Linked DNA regions of Mus musculus: region 1 is linked to region 2. Evidence: chromatin contacts called from public HiChIP or PLAC-seq data. All regions are on one chromosome and are shown on one strand. Each heading gives the region's core, a stretch centred on a gene start, on an enhancer-like site or on the middle of the called end of the contact. The rest is flanking DNA. Distances are from core to core; before and after follow the strand shown.

The links. HiChIP or PLAC-seq counts read pairs in DNA pulled down with a chosen protein or histone mark.
Region 1: a contact with region 2 is called in an H3K27ac HiChIP or PLAC-seq map of embryonic stem cells, with 5 read pairs. The contact joins two enhancer-like sites. A contact is called at or near these places in 2 of 15 datasets of contacts at CTCF or cohesin (the G1E-ER4 cell line and large pre-B cells), 8 of 484 Hi-C or Micro-C datasets (the G1E-ER4 cell line, bone marrow-derived macrophages, double positive thymocytes and 3 more), 4 of 115 datasets of contacts at active chromatin or transcription factors (all in embryonic stem cells) and 1 of 9 other capture datasets (embryonic stem cells).

What each region holds. Positions count from the first base shown.
Region 1 is chr9:7,804,683-7,808,189 of GRCm38.p6, forward strand. No RefSeq gene overlaps it. Among named protein-coding and RNA genes, the nearest start is that of Mir5618, 22 kb to the left of the region's middle. Within about 2 kb of position 2,144, at least 22 of the 459 cell types and tissues checked have an H3K27ac peak or open chromatin away from gene starts, as enhancers often do. A contact at or near this core is called in embryonic stem cells, where this site is marked.
Region 2 is chr9:7,719,475-7,723,006 of GRCm38.p6, forward strand. No RefSeq gene overlaps it. Among named protein-coding and RNA genes, the nearest start is that of AV064505, 26 kb to the left of the region's middle. Within about 2 kb of position 2,262, at least 15 of the 459 cell types and tissues checked have an H3K27ac peak or open chromatin away from gene starts, as enhancers often do. A contact at or near this core is called in embryonic stem cells, where this site is marked.

The DNA.
Region 1 (3,507 bases), core at 894-3,393, 85 kb after region 2:
CTTAATTCGTATCCTACCGCATCCTCAGCAACACTTTACAAAACTGAAATTTTAAGCTAGCGCTAGCATGTGTACCTGTCCGTTGCTCCGATGTCCGATACGAAGATCCTTTCCTGTGGAGCTCCAATGCAGCGTTCCTCTTAGCATCTCTCTGCCATTCTTCAGGTCCCAGTTCTGGCGCCAAAATGTTGCGGCCGCCAGCAGCTCGCAACGTGAACGGTTCGACTGAGAAGGCCGCTCGAGCTGTAAGAGAGGAATCTAGACGGGGCGGAAGAAAGAATGTAGCCAAGACAGTTACTCTGATCAAGGCTCAAATTTTATTGTTGCGACACTAGTTATGAAGGAAGGGGGAGGGGACCCGATTCCCGCCGAATAATCTCTGGTCCAGTAGAAAGGTGCACGGGTGTGGCTCCGCAGGTTCCAGCAGTGGGCGTGGCAGAACGAATGAGCAGGAAGCTCCACCCCTGAGCAAGCAGGTTTCAGGCTGGGGGAGGGGAGACTACAGGAAGCCTAACGCACAGTAGACCAAAAGGCCTAAATTATAGTAAAAAGGCAGTCCTAAAAGTCTTGGGGAGAGGTGTCGGAGCAGGTGCCTTTATTGGAGGAGATGCATGACTAGGGGTGAGCTTTGAGGTCTCAGAAGCTCAAGGCAGTTCTTCTTGCTGCCTGACCATCCAGATGCTTCCAGCTCCTTCTCCAGCTCCATGTCTGCCTGCATGCTGCCATGCTTCTTGCCATGGTGATGATGGGTCACACCTCTGAACTGTAACCCAGCCCTAATTAAATGTTTGTCTTTATAAGAGTTGCCATGGTCACGATGTCTCTTCCCAGCAGTAAACCCTAAGACAGTACACATACACACACACATACACACACACACACACACACACACACACACACACACACACATACACACGTAATATATATATATATATATACATACACATGTGTATGTATATATATATTTATTTATAAGAATATATTTAATATAGCATAAATATACAAATATATTTACATATATTTATATATTAAATAAAAATATATAACTCAACAATTTAAAAAATCACTAAAATGCCAGGCAGTGGTAGCACGTGCCTTTAATTCCAGCACTTGGGAAGCAGAGGCAGGCACATTTCTGAGTTCAAGGCCCAAGGACAGGCACCTGGAGAGTTCGGCCATTTATCACAGGGAGAGTTAGTTTTTGGCGACGCAGAGGTGGGAAGGCTGTCTCAAGCAAGCCTATGGCTCCTTGAATGTATTTTCATTAAGGAGGGTTTTATGGGCAGGGCCATTCTAATGCCAGGCTGAGCTCCCTCAGAGCAGCCAGGGATGGGGAGGGAGCCCTGAGCTTGCTGTGGGGGATCTCAGCAGAAACCAGCTCCCTGCATACTGCACTTGCCACTGAAGGAAGGGAGGGAAGATGGGAGCTTTTGCAGGGGAACACACAGAGGCAAACCATCTGCACACAAGACTGGAGTCTCTTTGGTGAGGCTTCCAAGAAGCAGGACAATTAACCTCAGAGATTTAGCATTGGTAATTTGGAGGCTACAACACAGAGTCCAAAAGTAGTTGCCTCACACCGATAGTTGCTCAGTCCACAAGCCTGGAAGTCCCAGTGTGGTGCTGCAGGTTTAGAGGATTACTGGAGAGCTACTGGTTTTCACTGGGCAGTGGAATTCTGAAGAAGTTGCTTCTAATATCAGTGAAGGAATGCCTCCACAACAGGACAGGTGAAATTACCAACCAGAGTAAGGGCAAGCGGATGAAAAGCCAAGTTTCTTTCTTCCTCGATATTTTTATATGAGCTGCCACCAGAAGGTACAGCTCACATTTGGAGTGGACCTTTATGCTCCAGATAATCTGACCAAGAAAATCTCTCTCAGAAGTGCCCAGTAGTTTTTGTCTTACTTGTCAAGTGGACAACCAAGATTAGCTATTACAGCTCTATAAGGTTTATTATATCTCTTTAAAAAGGTCACTGAGGGGCACTAGAGAGACTGGTCAGTGGTTAAGAACAAGTTGAGTTCTCAGCCACAATAGTGGAATCACAACTTCCTGTAACCCAGCTCCAGAAGATGCAATGCCTCTGGCCCCTTTGAGCACTTCTGCACATACATACACATAAGACACAAATGGACAAAGAAAATCCATTTTAGACTGACAGACCAGAGATTGCCTAGAGCTATGATGATGGGGTGTGGCATTTTACCTAGTCAGGGTTATGCCAGGAAGGCTGGCATGTACTGGCACCAGGACCTCTGGGGGCTGAAGTCTGGGAACACTTAACATTGCTCCTACATTTATGTGGTTAAATGTTCCAGACACTGAGATATAAAATGCTTTGTTTGCCATCCCAGAATGCACCTTGAGGGGAACTTGAGATATTCTGAACTCCCTGTGATTCTAACCCGTCTTCTGCTTCCCTGTTAGAGGGCTGTCACCAACCTGTGCAGCTCTCCCAAACCCACCCTTGACTCTTTCCTTTCAGATATCTTTATTTTCATCCTCCCCCCCCCCCCTTGGGACCCTGTCTAGAACCCTGGCACAGCCGGTCTGGGACCAGTTGAGGGGCCATGCAGATGGTTCATCAGGCAAAGGCATGTGCCACACAGCCTGATGCAAGTCTGATACCTGGAAACTTAAAGAGGAAGAGGCGGCCAACTGCACAGTGTCTTCTGACCTCCACACATACACCTAAGCACACACTAATAATAACACATTTTATTACTTTTATTACTTCTTATATTCTGAGCACCCCCCCCCCACCTCTGCCCCTCCGCAAACCACTCATCCTCTTTTTTTACTGAAAAAAAAAAAAAAAAAAAGGCAGGATCTTGTATTCTGGGTCTCTCAGAGACCAGTCCACGCAGGAGAGCATGTGGGCCACAGGAGTAACAGAGCTTCTTGGACAGGGTCCCTTCGGGTCTTCATCTTCAGCCAGGAGGCAGAGCTGAGCTCCAGACCTCTGTGCACCTTCCCTGCCAGAAGAGAGCTTGCCTGCAGAGAGTGCTCTGACCACTGGGATTCAGGAGAGAGTTAGACTCCCAGGACTGCTGACAGAGGCTAGCACAATCACAGGAGGAACAAGCTCCAACCAGAGACAGCTAGAACATCTAACATCAGAGATTACCAGATGGCAAAAGGCAAATGTAAGAATCTTACTAACAGAAAGTAAGAATACTTGGTATCATCGGACCCCAGTACTCACTCCCACCACAGCAAGTCCTGGGTACCCCAACACACCCAAAAAGCAAGATTCAGATTTAAAATCATATCTCATGATGCTGGAGGAGAATTTTAAGATGGGCATTAATAACTCACTTAAAGAAATACAGACAGGGTGGTGGTGGTACACGCCTTTAATCTCAGCACTTGGGAAGCAGAGACAGGCAGATTTCTGAGTTCAAGGCCAGCCTGGTCTACAGAGTGAGTTCCAGGACAGCCAGGGTTATATAGAAAAAACCTGTCTCAAAAAACAAACAAACAAACAAACAAAACAAAACAAAA
Region 2 (3,532 bases), core at 1,012-3,511:
ACATAGTACTACCTGAGGACCCAGCTATACCACTCTTGGGCATATATCCAAAATATGCTCCAACATATAACAAGGACACATGATCCACAATGTTCATAGCAGCCTTATTTATAATAGCCAGAAGCTGGAAAGAACCCAGATGTCCTTCAACAGAGGAATGGATACAGAAAATGTGGTACATTTACACAATGGAGTACTACTCAGCTATTAAAAACAATGACTTCATGAAATTCTCAGGCAAATGGATGGAACTAGAAAATATTATCCTGAGTGTGATAACACAGTCACAAAAGAGTACACAGGGTATGTACTCATTGAGAAGTGGATATTAGGAAAAAAGCTCAGAATAATCATGTTATTGGAATCTCTTTTTTTTTTTTGATATTAGAATCTCTTAATCATTCTACATTCCATTCTTTGCTCTCTAAAGCTAATACACCGTAGGATTCTTGCATCTACTCTCACAGCTGAGACTAGTCTGTAATGGGCTTTTCTTGTACTTTCTCTTATTAAGGTGTGATGAGAATTATGTTGACACCATAAAAGAAAGAGGGCTGGCTCTCTAGCTAATCTTTCTTTAAGAAAGAAAATAATAAAACTGAGACCTTCAATCAAAACATAAGAAAACTTTTTAAATATAAACACTTATCAAAGTTAGAATTGCTCCTTTAAAAAGTTGTAAAGATAAGGCACTGGTGTGTTGTGGATAGTCCTGATGCTGTTTGTATTTTGATGTTAATTCAACTTCTCTCAGAGGGATTATCTGGGATGAGGAGTGAATCACATACTCAGGACTTCACGTGACCCTTCTAATGAATAAAGAACCCAATCATTGAGAGAGTAGGCAGGACTTCCCGGTGGAGGGAGGAAGAGAAGAGAAGAGAGATATGGGCTTTTATGTAGCTACTAGTGATCCTTGGGTTAGACTGCAAATTCTCCAGGAGGATTTAGATTTAATATGGCTTACAAAATTTAGGATTCTAGTTGTTGTGCCCAGCGATTGAGTTACCATTGATTCCGAACTAAGTGTGTGTGGTGTTTTCCTTCGTGCAGCGGTTCAACTGGGTTCCAGAGAGAAAGGTACAGCAGCAAAGCATAGGTTTGCCAGAAGTGCACCCCAAAAAGCCACCAGTGGGAACTTAGAGAGCTGGATGGAGAGATTTTGGAGCTCTGAGTCAGTTTCCACAAGATGAGGACAGACTGCCCATGCTGCCAGTGCCTTGCTGGTGTAGTGTGAATTGTATTTTTGAATATTTCCCACAATACTGGTGTATGACTCAATGGTAGAATAAACACCTGCTTAGCATGCACAAACAGTGTCTTAAGGTCAACCCCCAGCACTAAAAAAATAAAATAAAATAGAAGTCAACAGTTTCCTAACCCACAGTATTAAAACAATAAGCCAAAGTCCTAATTAAAATTTAAAATTTATTGAAATTAGAAAAGCAATGGATTATACATAATAGTAGAATCCACAACTATTAATAGCATCCCCTTTGGTTTCATTATTTTTAACTGGTTTTATTAAATTTTGTTTATTGTCGGGAGGAGTATGTGTAGGCACAGCATGTACAAGTACACTGGCCATCAAGCACTTTGACCCACTGAGCCACATCTTTCTTTTTTTTTTTAAATTTTTTATTAGGTATTTTCCTCATTTACATTTCCAATGCTATCCCAAAAGTCCCCATACCCTCCCCCAACTCCCCTACCCACCCATTCCCACTTCTTGGCCCTGGCGTTCCCCCTGGTCTAAAAAGTCACGTGACTTCTTAGGTTCAGGTTCCCCAAGAACAGAATAGAATCTTAGCATTTACTTCTCTGTTCCATTTAAAAAACAAGTGAAATATAACTAACTTAAAGCTATTAAAGACAAAGACTGACAACCAGTCTCAGCAAACCTCAAGTGAGAACAAAGATCTTGGCTCCCAGTTTCAACCCCAACAGAATAACAAAACCATTCTAACTGAAAGTAAGAAAGTACACCTGAGGCCAGAACACAAGTGCCCAGTCCCCGGTCCCCAATCCCTTCTGTCTGCAGTGGAACTGGAGATACTCTGGACTCCATGATCTACATGGAAAATCAGGGAAGCTCAAGTTCAAAGACCACGCCTTGAGCCACTCCTCTTCCCCACCAACCTGTCCCTCTACTGGTCCCTCTTCCTTCCATGTTCTTGACTAATTTTCCTCTCCAGCACTCTGTAGCAGGGTACACACACACACACCCCATTTCAGTAGGTAGTCTTTTCCTTTCACCTCCTTTCTTTGATGAGCTAGGAAGTGAAATGCAAATGTGTTCCCTTCTTTTTGAAGAGCTAAGCCCTCCCTTCCCTGGAGCAAAGAGAAACTTGTTTTTCAGGTTATGCATCTGAGGTACCACAAAAGAAAATCACAGGTAAAAGACCAAGAGGAAGGAAAGCTTACCTAGACTCAAGGCACTTTGGGACAAATTCTGTGAGTTTAGAAAGGGGACATGCCAGACTGCTCCTCATAGTCACCTGGAAATCAGTAAGACGTCAGACACAAGTACTTGGCTCATCTAATCTACAGTGCACTGGGCACTGGGTTTCAGAGCTTTCCAAAATACTCAGTGTATTTGGTAAACTAAATGTATCATGAAAATTGCTAGATGCTGCCCAACGACAGAATGCTGCAGATGAGGACAGGGGACAGATCAGCTATCAGGAAGTGGTAATGAGGTAAGAGTTCTACCTTGGTGCAGGTAGAGCTTCTGACAGAGGTTTCACAGCTGGTAGAACATTTACAGCTATGTGTCACCAAGCCCAGTTGGTTGGCAACTGGGAGTCAAAAGAAAGGTGATGATCTGGCAGGCTTGAGTTTGGAACCATAAAAATGGTTCAGCCAATAAAGAACTTGACAAGGATCATGAAGACATGAGCTTGTTCTTCAGGATCCAAGGAAAACAGCAGAGCTAGTGGCATATTCTTGTAAGCCTAGTATGGAGAAGCCAGAGACAGATGGGTTCCTGAGCTCCCTGAGCAGTCAGCCTGGCCTAATGGGGGAGCTGAAAGTCAATGACTCAACACAACAAGGTGAGTGGCTCCTTGGGAACTTGCATGATTTCTCTATATGTATGAACACACGTGTACACATCCTTAACACACACACCCTAAAAGCAAAGGAAGGAAGGAAGGAAGGAAGGAAGGAAGGAAGGAAGGAAGGAAGGAAGGAAGGAAGGAAGGAAGGAAGGAAGGGAGGGAGGGAGGGAGGGAGAGAGAAAGGGAGGGAGGGAGGGAAGGAGGGAGGGAGGGAGGGAGGGAGGGAACCTGTTGGTGTACTGGCTATTCTTATGTTAACTTGACACACCTATTAGAGTTACCTGAAAGGAGGGGAGTTTAACTGAGAAAAATGCCTCCATAAGATCCACCTGTAAGGTATTCATTTTCTTAACTAGTAACTGAAGAAGGAGGGCCTAGCATATTGTGATTGGTTCCATCCCTGGGCTGTTGGTATCTGTACCAGCACCTGCCTCCGGGTTGCAGCCCTGTTTGAGTTCATGCCCTGGCTTCCT